3 separate regions of the Mus musculus genome follow, and regions 2 and 3 are each linked to region 1. The links are chromatin contacts, called in public Hi-C maps. All regions are on one chromosome and are shown on one strand. Each heading gives the region's core, a stretch centred on a gene start, on an enhancer-like site or on the middle of the called end of the contact. The rest is flanking DNA. Distances are from core to core; before and after follow the strand shown.

Region 1 (3,782 bases), core at 428-2,927:
AAGCATTTTTTTCCAAAACCTGAAACTTTTAGCATGACGAGTAACACCAGCCACCGTCCATACCAGCTCCCCCACGCTGCAGAATCAAATTCTTTTGGGGTGGGGGGGGCAGGGGGGAAATAGCGCTGTCCCTTCTACACACCAGATTGGCTTCCTGCTTCCATCACAGCCTACCCACGAAGCACCATTTAACCTCCAGCACCAACTGTTAGTCATGAAGACCCTGCAGCCTGAAAGCCATTCAATTCTCAAGCAGGTTCCTTGAACAAGCCAAAGCAGGCTGTAGTTGAAGCAGCAGGAGTATATAAACCCTGGTGGACCTTGACAGCCAGGGAATCCCTCTGGATGCTGCGCACCCCACAGCCCCATGGGGCCTTGGTAGGAAATTTTGGTGTACTCCGTACATGATATCCAGGTTACGGCCAACCACTGCACAACCCAAACACCGTAAGATGACAACAGAACCAAGCGTTTAGAGTGCAAAAGGCCTTCAACTTTTCCTCTCCGCGAGTCACTTCAAAACAACGTGCCCAGCACACTTGGCAGGCTGAAGCACAAAGGGGCTGCAGAGCCACCTGGCACGGAGAGCCGTGTCTTCCGAAGAAAACAGACAGTAATTATGAAAAGTCCGCAGTCCTGCGGTATTAACTAGAAAGCCGGGACTGCGCTGGGCATAACTCATCTTTTAGGCAGTCACTACCAGCCAGGGGACAGTCAGTCCTCTCTCCCCTCCCCCCTTCCAGCGACCCAAGGCAGCGCCCCCTACCCGCCCCCCACACTCTTCCCCCTTCTACTCCCCCTTTAAGAATCTCCTGCAACTTTGGGTTTGGCAGCACCATCGTAGCCCAGCCAGAGGCGGGGACATCGTCAAGGCGGCCGCGGCAGGAGGAGGAAAGTTTGAAAAGTCACTTAAAGCATTGCAAGATTCTCCCCCACCCCCAGCACCAGGAGAGCCCACCGCACAGAGAGGAGCCGGGGCTCCACGTGCGCAGCGGGCCCAGGAGAAGCTGGAGTTCCCTCTAGGTCCTCGGTAAGAAAAAACAGAATCTTTCCCCGGGCGAAAAGTTGCTTGCCGCAGCACTGTTCCCTTGCCCCCTCGGCTTTTCCCCCCTCCAGATCCCCAAACCCCCTCTCGGATTTCGCAAGGTGCCACCTGGCCTGGAGCGCGGTCCCCGGAGGGCACGGCGCCCCTCCCTTGCCGGCCGGAGGACAGGTCTCGGGGAGCTGGGGGACAGGGAGGCACCGAGGGCGCCCGGCCCGGCCCCCCAGGCTCGACCGCCAGGCTCACCTCTCTCCTGCTCCTCCGCTTGTAAGCAGATGGGGATGTTCTTCTTCCAGCCCGGCATGGTGTCTGCTCCCTGAGCTTGCTCCGGGGCGTACTCGCTGGCTCGCTCACTCGCTGGTCGCCGGCTCTGGGGCTCGCCGCGCCTCCTGGCTCACGCCCTCCGGCCGGTAGCAACACGCCCGAGGCTGCTCAGCGGGGCTGGGGCGCCGAGGCGACTCCCCGATACATTGAGGCGACGCCGCGCGCCCCGCTGCTCGCCTCCAAGTCTCCCGAGCTCCCCGGGGGTGGCGGTGGCGGTGGCTGTGGCGGTCGGGCCGCGCGGTAACCGGGCAGAGCTGGGGGGGGGGGGGGGTTCTGCAGCCGCGGTGGCGCGGTGTGGCCGCGAGGCCGGGGGACCGGAGCAGGCCGGTGTAGGACCGCCGAGCCCCCGGAGGTGGGCGCCGGCGGGAGCTCAGGGCTGGCGCCGCCTCGCTCCGCTCCTCCTCCTCCACCTCCTCCTCCTCTTCGTCGTCCTCGCCTTCTCCTTCCTCGTCCCTCCGCCGCCAGCAGGTGGGACTCGGAGCCGCCGCGGCCGCACAAAGCTCCTCGGGGCGGGCGGGACCGAGCTGCGGGCTCCCGGGGCGCCTGTCGCCAGAGCCTCTCCCCCCGAGACGCGCGCGAGGCTGGGCGGGCACGGAGGGGCGCGCGCGCTCACACCCTCGGCGCCCGGATCGCCGGCCTGCGAGGCGCGCCCGGCCCGCCAGGTACGGAGCCTGGCACCCCGCCGCCGCTGCGGAGCCCTCGCCCGCCCCTCCCGGGCCTCCCGCCCCGAGCCCGACCGGCCGCTTAGGCGGCTTTGGCGATGACCTCGATGAAGCAGGGGGCAGTGTCCTTCCCTCTAGTCCCTCCTTCTCGCCGCTCACTCCCCTCCCCAGCCCTGCCCGTCGCCCCCTCCCCCAAGTTGAGACTCGCAGCTCCGGATTCGCTAACTTCGCCCTCAACACAGGGGCAGTGGCAACTTTCGGGATGGTCGGCGCTGGTCCCAGGGGTGGGGACGGTGGGAGCCAGGAGCCCCTTTTGTTTTAAAGGATGCAAGCAGACCTCAGCTGAGTGAATATTTAATAGCTGTCTTCAAGTGTAGGAAGGAATTTTATGATCAGGTTTTATGATTAGTTTCTTCCTCTTGTCATAGGCTCACAGAAAGAAAAAAAAAATCAGTGGAAAATGAATAAAGGTGGGGAGGGGGAGGGGGGACAGAAGCCTTTGTACCAGAGCCTGGAAGGTTCTGCCCAGGCATGTGGGCTCTTCCTTGAGACCTCAGTGCTACTAGGAGAGGGACTTTTGGCAGCTGTCTGTCTTGCATGGAGATGCCATTCATTTCTTCAAGCCTGGGCCTCTGGCTGGAAAATAGCCATGCCTTTCCCTCCCATCTGACGGGTTCTGAAGAGTTTGGAGCCCCAGAGGCTGTATCTACTGGAGTGTGGTTTGGGGGTTTCGCCTCTGCGGTTTCTTTTGGCCTCTGAAGGAACTGTGGTTCCTCTCCCTCAATGGGGACATCAGCTCTTGCCAGCCTTCTGCTCTCTCACTGCCAGAGCAATAGCATAATCACACAGCACCTGAAGATAAGGTCTGTCTTCTCCTGCCATCTCATAAACTGTCTGATCAAGCAGGGATGTTGGCACCTGCCGTTGCCCCTTGTGCGAGTGCTTGGTTGTCACTGCAGAGCTGCCCTGCTGCCAAAAACCAGTGGCTGTCTCTCCTAAGGAAAGAAAGGAAAGGATTCAAGAGCAGAGCTACACAGCACCTGGGAGCTGAAGAGCTAAGTAGAAACTGAGTCACAACATCCCAGGGGTTCTTAGAAATCCCATCTGCGCTGGGCAGTGGTGGCTTGGTGGTGCATGCCTTTAATTCCAGCACTTGGGAGGCAGAGGCAAGTATGTCTCAGAGTTCGAAGCCAGCCTGGTCTTCAGAGCGAGTTCCAGGACAGCCAAAACTATACAGAAAAACTCTTTATTGTCCCCGCCTTGGCCCCCCACCCCCACCCCAGTCCCATCTGAGCAGGCTCCTTTCAGACTCTTTGTAAAATCCAGAAAAACAGATGGCATAACTTTGGTCTTGCCCTAAGTTTGTTTCAAGAATGTGCCTTGATTTTCCGGAAAGATTAAAGGGCATCCAGCAATAGCCAGGCTGGCTACAAGTACAGGCATACACTCAGCTTCCAGCAACACAAAAACCGCTGGAGCATTTGATGTAATATCTACGATGCGGATGATTATTCTAACAGGTGTTATTCTGGGGGGCCTGACTAATAAACCTCTGATATGAACTGGCCCTTACTCATGAGGTTTTACTGCAATCAACGGTATGATTGCCCCACCAAAGTGACAGCCTAGTGATGCCAGAGTTCTAACTTGTACCTACTGATTATATTTTTAACTCTGACAAAATCCCTACTATGTGTTGGACTCTTGGATAAAAGCTAGGGATACTGGAAGATTTTTTATTTATTTTATTTTGG
Region 2 (3,499 bases), core at 948-3,447, 330 kb before region 1:
ATAGTCACATTGTGATTCACAACGGCAGCAAATTGTAGTTATGAAGTAGCAACAAGAAGAATAGAATGCTTGGGAGTCGTCACCACAACACGAGGAACTGTGTTAAAGGGTCACAGCCTTAGGGAGGTGGAGAACCTCTGCTCTGGCTTACCACACAGGGGTTGTTGCTGACTCCCTCAGCCGCGTCTCTCCTTTACCCTGTCTTCACCAACTCTGCAGTGGGAACGTGGATGAAGGTACTCCAGATCTAGAAGTTTAAGGGGTTGTAACTACTTGGAATCATTTAAGAGTGTGCTCTCCAAGATGGCCGTCCACCCAGGCTACCCAGTCTCTGGAGAGTTCTTGGGCTGGGAGGAACAGTATGTACCCAGTGTAAATATTTTACCTGGCTATCTCTTTGCCATCACATAGATGGTGCTTTCTAGAGCTATTTACACACCCTTCTTTGAAGTAGGATTTGCTCTGGTTGATACATGTAGACTCACAGTGATTTCTGATGAGAAATAAAAATATCCTTATTTTCTTTATCTAGCTCCTCCACTCCCTTTCTGTGTTAAAAAGATCACTGAAAAAGAGGAGTGAATGGCCTAAACAGAAGCACAAAAGGCCACTTACTGTTATTACATTTGTCCCAAGCCTAGGTGAATACTCTTGGTTTACTTTTATTCCCTTTGAGGAAACAGAGTTTTTAAATCAGGAGAGAAGATACTGTGCTGTTCTGGTCATTGATTTTCCTATCTGATCCCTTTGTATAGGGTCCTGGGAACCGACAGACTCACTGTAGGTGGAGACATGGAGGTCTCACGAAGTAGCTCCTGGAATCTGCATGGAGAACATTCACGGAGGAAGCTGGGTATCAACCGAGCTGAACGTTATCATTTTTGATCTTCCAGCCTCTCAGATGTGTTCTTCCAAGTGAGCGTATGGGTCAGAAGCACATGCACTTAAGTCCTAGAAGGACTGAATTAAAATCCGAAGACCTCTGTCATTTCAGGATTCTGGAAGTGGGAGCAAGCCAGGTGTGCCACCATAGAGGGAGGACACTGAATCACGACAGCTCTAGGTTTCAAGTCTTGACACATTTTTGATAACACCATGCAGCCCGTTCCTCAAACTCTCAAGACAGGAAGGAATCCCAATTTAGGCACTGAGTAGTCTCTCTTCCTCACCCTTCCCATAGCTCACACACAGCCCCCAACAGGAATTTGATCAGATTATGAAAATAGGATTTGGTCAGATTACAAGACTGTGATTAATATTTATACAATTCTGTTTTTATCATGAAATAGAGTCTAACTTCTAAAAACTGTAGTCCCGAGTGATCTTTTGATGTGTAACTTAGTTTTGGTTTGAAAATACCCTCTATTAAAAGAAAAACCCAGCAAGTTACAGATGATAAAATACCTACAACAACCTGTTCTCATACTTCAATAACTCATGGCAGAAAAATGAAATATCTTGAATTTTGTAGACAGAGGGCAGTATGCACAAGCCAACTGTATAAGCAAAAAGCCTGTGTGTCAATTTTATAGGAAATACTTCATGCAAGACAGCTTTGTGTAATATGACTTTTAAGCTTCAAAGCTTATTTACATATTTATTGAGGCTTGGTATTTTTGGTCATTGTGAAAGAAATCACTTTGTGGCTGAGGGAGGTGTTTGTTCATTTCTTGATTTCAGAGAATGTGTGCATCTGATGTCACCATGGCTTTGGAAATGGTGCACACACAGATGTGGTGGCAAGCAGAGTGCCAGGAAGCTCAGTAGTTAAAAATGATCACCAATCTTGTCATGCTCTGTCATTATGCAAATGCAAGGAACATGTTGCCAAAGTGACTTATATTAGTGCACTGAGAGAGAATTGAAAATATAATCTTCAGCAGATCATTCTAAAAATTACCCATGCCTTAAAATGGGGATGTTCATCCAAATAGAACCACGTTAGTCTTTTCTCCAAATGTTTATGATATTGCACTAAAATCCAACACAGAAACATGGACAAATAAAATTAATTTAGTGGAGATTAAAGGATATTAACTTTAAATATTTTTGCCTGTTTGAGAAGAAGTGTCTTATCCATTTTTGTGTCTTCGTTTAGATGATGACTAACTGGTAATCTCTGTGTAGGAGATAACAGTTGACTGGTACACCCTGTTTCCTGCAACAAAGTATTTACAGGCATAGGAGCGCTGATCAAATCAATGCTACCCAGGGTCATCACAGTACAGTTTCCATGGAGACATTTCTCTGACTCCAGACTTCAGCAATTGCACTGCAATTTCCTTTAAACCCCTAGCTAGCTTTCAGATGTAGGTTCTTCCAGCTGTTCAGAAAGGGGCTGGCTGTCCTCCCGAACTACAAAAGCACAGTCAATGACATTGAAGGATTCTTCCCACCTCGGATGGCCACTAATTCTGAGCTGTCATCACAATTGGAATAAGATGGTGACGAGGAAGCCTTCAGTAAGACAATGAAGGGGATTTTATTTGTACTTCTTTTCCAATTTGTCTAGCCTAAAAATCTACTCTAACTACACCACCTTCTGGAAAGGAACACCAAAGTAATTAAAGTTCAAGCTTTATTCCTAAGGAAAAGATAGCAATAATTAAGACTAATGTCTCCTAAGCAATTTCTCTAAAATTAAATTCCTTACTGTGTTCCTCAACAACCCATGTCTCCATAAGTTCAGGGAAGAAGAAGATAAACACAGCCAGGCATGGCCCCCTGTGCAAATTCTCTCTTATGCTCTTTGTATATACAGAAAGGAAGATGCCTGTATAAATTGTTGATTCTTTCTCATAGAACACCCTGGAGATCTATAAATCTGCAGGAGGAAAAAAAAACCCTCCTACACCCTATAATAGAGACAGAGGATGACTATATAATTTATTGTCCAATTAGGAAAAATTTTAGAATGAAAGGAGGTGCCACTAATACCAATTACTAGAAAAGAGGCATGCTGGGACTCTCTAGGATGGCATTATTGTCTGAGTATAGCCCCGTAAAACAAAACAAAACACTCTGAGAGCTAAAGATAATGGAAAGATAGTCATAACACTGATTTCCACACTTGAAGATTATAACACATGAGGACAATGGATATTACCCCGTCTTTTTCTAGAAGGCTATAATGACAACAAGAGGGAATTGCATTAAAGATATTTCTGCATCAGGAAAATGAAAGTTATAGCAATTAGATCCATCCACAATCACTACGGTTTTCATTCGGAGGATTTGGGCTCTCTCCTCCCTCCCCAGTGACAGATGGTAACCTGTGGCAAATGCAGGGAGCACTAGAGAAGCAATGGACTTCTGGGAACCAGCTAACACTCTCAGGTTCTGTGACACCACTGAGAACAACTGACTAAGAAGCAACAACACACTGATGCCTTCATGCTAAAGAAACACAACCCTTCCAAGACAGACATGGGATGCCTGCCAATTTAACTGTTCCCACTTCTATCCATCATAGGTGCTACCACCCAATAACACACGACCA
Region 3 (3,562 bases), core at 397-2,896, 350 kb before region 1:
CGCACCTGCGAGTGGCCCTACTGTGTGCAGAACTTCCAGGAGAACCACAGGTTTGCTCTAAATCTTACAAAAAATGCTTCTTGCTTTATTGGCTTCGTGAGGGACAGGGAAAGCCCATACTCGCTCTTCCTCAGGTTACAGCTATGTCAGGGAGGTACCATGAGTCATGAGTAAGTTACTCGGGTGTGGAAAATGAAAGACTCTGATTAGGAGGATGCTTGTGAACAGATGACAAATGTAGAGGGTGACGTCATTGCAGTCAAAGTCTCCATATTTACAAACATATGCACTTACTCTATCATTTCACTACCTAAACTCTCCTCACCTTTGTCACTTTTCTCACATAGAAAGCCACTTACTTATAGCTCTGGTGGCATCACTGAGAGCATTAAGGTAACATCCATTGTCAAGACACTTTACTGCCATCTGCTGGTAGAAACATGCCATTACTCACTACATACTCTGGCTAAGATGTGAATGGTACCCCATCCATCAGCTCTGATTTGGACAATGTCTGACCACTCCCAACAACCTGTGAGCTCTGAGCATCTCCACGAGGGGGAGCAGCGGAAAGCGGTTGCTACGTTGTTTTGAAGAAAGAAGTTTAAGGATAACTTTAATACTCAAAAGAGAGTGGAGTTTCTGCGAATTAATTATCTCTTTCCCCAGAGCACTTTATTCCTTTCTGTGGTTGTGAAAACCAGGCTTTGAATTCTATTCTGACCTGACTGTGCTAGAAGGGACATGGGGATGCTATGTCGTCGTAAATGTTTGATATGACTATGATTTTACTGCTCCCCATATCTGCCAGAACCAGCTTCTTCAGCCGACAGTGAAGAAAACAGAGAATGCCTACCAGCAAGGCTTGTATTACTGTCAGGGGGAATGCTTGATACAGCACAATCAACAGCGATATTAACTGCTGTTGACTCCGGAGGTGATATTAATTATTGATGCCGTTCCTGTGATCTCACGTTCTTCCCAATGTGCAGAGACATTGTTACTCTAGTTTCCCATCTTACAATCACCATTATTGAGACGTTTCTATGTCACAGAGGTAGACCAGAGTCTGAGTCTGCAACTCTGCGAACAGGTACCCTGTGGCCAAGGGCGGAGCCAGTGCCAGGCTTAAACTAGTTAAGATAGTCTGCTTTCACACTTGAACTGGGCCTGATGGCTCCCTGGACCCTTGAAGTCTTATGGAGGTCTGTTGATGATATTGTCATAATGCCATAAAGGAAATGGAAATCATAGAGTAATGACACAGAGAATGGCTTCTTGGTCCTCTATCTACATCACTGTCCTACTGACGTCATGGCGACTTCAACAGGAGAAACGCACTGGCTAAGAGAATCCGCTTCGGGAACTAGCTGAGTTGCTGACCGCAGAAGGGCACAGCGCATGTGCAGAAGACCCTTACGCGCCAGAGAGGTCTCTGCTCAAAGCACAGTGCTGACAGAGCACGCAGCCCAAGCCTTTTCTTCCTAGCATCTGTTTATACAAATTCTGACCAGGTGGCAAACTCTTCCCCTCTGCTCTCAAGCAACAGGATGCAGGACAGAGAACACCTGTTCCAAAACTGCTCTGATTAGCTGGAAGCTGGCAGGTATAGCAAGGGCTGAGGGCCACTCGGCAGGAGAGGATCCTGCTGCCTTGTCAGCCCTTGGCTCTGCTCCTGATCTTGGCTGTAGTCCCTGTCGGTGGCTAATGGGATTGATCCACGGGCATAAATCTTTAAACTCCTGCTGGCAAGTGCGACGTTATCTTATCCAAGGCCACCACAGTGTGCCACTGCTATCTAAAAGCAAATGTTTCCAACTTGAGGAAGATACTGGAGGTGCAGGTAGGGGTGTGATGCCCTCCGCTCTCACACAGCTTCCGGGGAAAGTGTGTCATTCAGGTGATTGTGCATGCACACGTGAGTGGACGTCTTTCATGATTTATGTATGCGAGTTTGCTTAGAGAAGGTAATGATAACCAAGTCAGCACGTGCTGGTTGGAGAAATAGAAGCAACACTCCCAGGGGAAACTTAGGGGAGCAATAAATAGAGGGGGAGGTGAAGAACACTGTGGGAGAGTATCCTAGACAAGGGAGTGTGTGCAGGACGGAGGAGACCGAAGCTCCATGAAGAAGGAACAACATGGGAGATTGGAGATGGGGTCTGAAGGGAAAGGACAGAGCTCAGGGAAGAAGGGACAGAAGAGCCGAAGTGGGAGGAGTGGGTGAGAAGCTGGTGTGTCGTTGAAAAGCCCCATCAGGACAGCCCACTGCAGCATGCATGCACTGGACACTCCTTAGGGTGTCTCAGCCATGGTCCCTCAACCCAACAGGCACACACATTTCGGCCGGCCCTTTTAGGTTTCTAAGGATAGAAAACTCTCACACAGAATGCTGTCATGTTAGTATCTGCTTGCTGATACTAAAGCACTGATCTAAACTTGACTCACAACAGTGATAAGAGGGAAATTCTAGATTTTGTTGTTGTTGTTGTTGTTGTTATTTACAGACATAAAAGTCAAAGGGCAGCATGAACCTAAGTCAGAGATAGAATATAGTCAGTGTGGTTAAGAAACTTAGAAAATAATTATAGAATGTTAGAGCCAAGGAAGGGATATTTGGAAGCTTGCAACCAACGGAGTTTGGTGTGTGCTCAAAACTGCTCAGGAAATGAAGGTTTCTGTGAATCTTCTAATTTCAATGGTTCTTAAATCACACTCCCTGTGATTTGAGGTTGCTCTGGGTTTTGTACAGCAACTCTGTAACTCTAAACTGAAGAGTCCACCCATTGTGAATGTGAACATGAACGTAAGTCTAATTTATTAAGCAGGTGTTATGCTCTGTGAACAGTTGTGAATGGATGGATGCAGGGATGAGCAGTATATTAAGAAAAATACAAATGGAATGACTTGACCTTTCATCATCGAGAGCAGAAGGACCGATGCTTAAAGATGTATTTATTTTTATTTTAGGCGCACAAACGATGTGCCAGCAGGAGTGTCTGTGCAGCACATGTATCCTCCGCCTATGAGACCAGAAAAGGGAAGCAGATCCCTTGGAGCTGATGTTACAGACCGTCCTGTGCTGCCACGAGGGTGCTGGGAACCAAACTCGGTCCTCTACATGAATATCAAGTACTCTTAACTGTTAAGCCATCTCTCCAAAACCCGGGACTGAAATTTAAAGGGTAGAGAAAAAAAAAAAAACCAAAAAAACCAAAAAAACAGTTTTCTCTTCCTCCTTCCCTATGTCCTATTTTCTTCGCATCAAGAGAAGGATAAAAATAGCCCTGGCCTTTTGCTGACTTCTGAGGGATGTGGGAACGGATAAATGCGTTCGGGTGTGTCAAGCTCCTGAAGTTCCTTAGGGAGAAGCCACAGGTTTTAATGTCATAATAACAAGCTACTTGTTAAGCTGTTGCTCCTCTAAACATATCATAAGTATCTTCAAACCAAGGTTGGAGCAGGTCACGTGCCCAATAGCAAACTTCTGCCAGCTCACCTGGCTCTTAGCCTGGTGCTTCTCTGGGGCTCAGTGTGGGCTAATACTGAATCTGAGTTTATT

The links. A called contact is a pair of places that touch in the nucleus more often than the background predicts.
Region 2: a Hi-C map of cortical neurons shows a contact between it and region 1, with 4 times the contacts expected there. The contact joins the enhancer-like site here to the promoter of Grip1 in region 1. A contact is called at or near these places in 7 of 39 promoter capture datasets (the 3T3-L1 cell line, the C10 cell line, the HPC-7 cell line and 2 more), 4 of 484 Hi-C or Micro-C datasets (cerebral cortex, cortical neurons and embryonic stem cells) and 2 of 115 datasets of contacts at active chromatin or transcription factors (embryonic forebrain and neural tube).
Region 3: a contact with region 1 is called in a Hi-C map of the N1E-115 cell line, with 10 times the contacts expected there. The contact joins the enhancer-like site here to the promoter of Grip1 in region 1. A contact is called at or near these places in 8 of 39 promoter capture datasets (the 3T3-L1 cell line, 3T3-L1-derived adipocytes, the C10 cell line and 5 more), 2 of 484 Hi-C or Micro-C datasets (the N1E-115 cell line and embryonic stem cells) and 1 of 115 datasets of contacts at active chromatin or transcription factors (astrocytes).

What each region holds. Positions count from the first base shown.
Region 1 is chr10:119,451,929-119,455,710 of GRCm38.p6, reverse strand. Grip1 (glutamate receptor interacting protein 1) reads right to left here and starts at 1,677. Exons shown (of 23, transcript NM_001277292.1): 1 at 1,289-1,677. The coding sequence starts at 1,346.
Region 2 is chr10:119,777,834-119,781,332 of GRCm38.p6, reverse strand. All of the region lies in intron 1 of Grip1 (glutamate receptor interacting protein 1), which reads right to left. Among named protein-coding and RNA genes, the nearest start is that of Grip1os2, 18 kb to the right of the region's middle. Within about 2 kb of position 2,197, at least 7 of the 459 cell types and tissues checked have an H3K27ac peak or open chromatin away from gene starts, as enhancers often do. A contact at or near this core is called in cortical neurons, where this site is marked.
Region 3 is chr10:119,800,700-119,804,261 of GRCm38.p6, reverse strand. All of the region lies in intron 1 of Grip1 (glutamate receptor interacting protein 1), which reads right to left. It overlaps Gm51815 (a long non-coding RNA gene), which reads left to right. Exons shown (of 3, transcript XR_003949037.1): 3 at 1-3,562. Among named protein-coding and RNA genes, the nearest start is that of Gm51815, 17 kb to the left of the region's middle. Within about 2 kb of position 1,646, at least 6 of the 459 cell types and tissues checked have an H3K27ac peak or open chromatin away from gene starts, as enhancers often do. A contact at or near this core is called in the N1E-115 cell line, where this site is marked.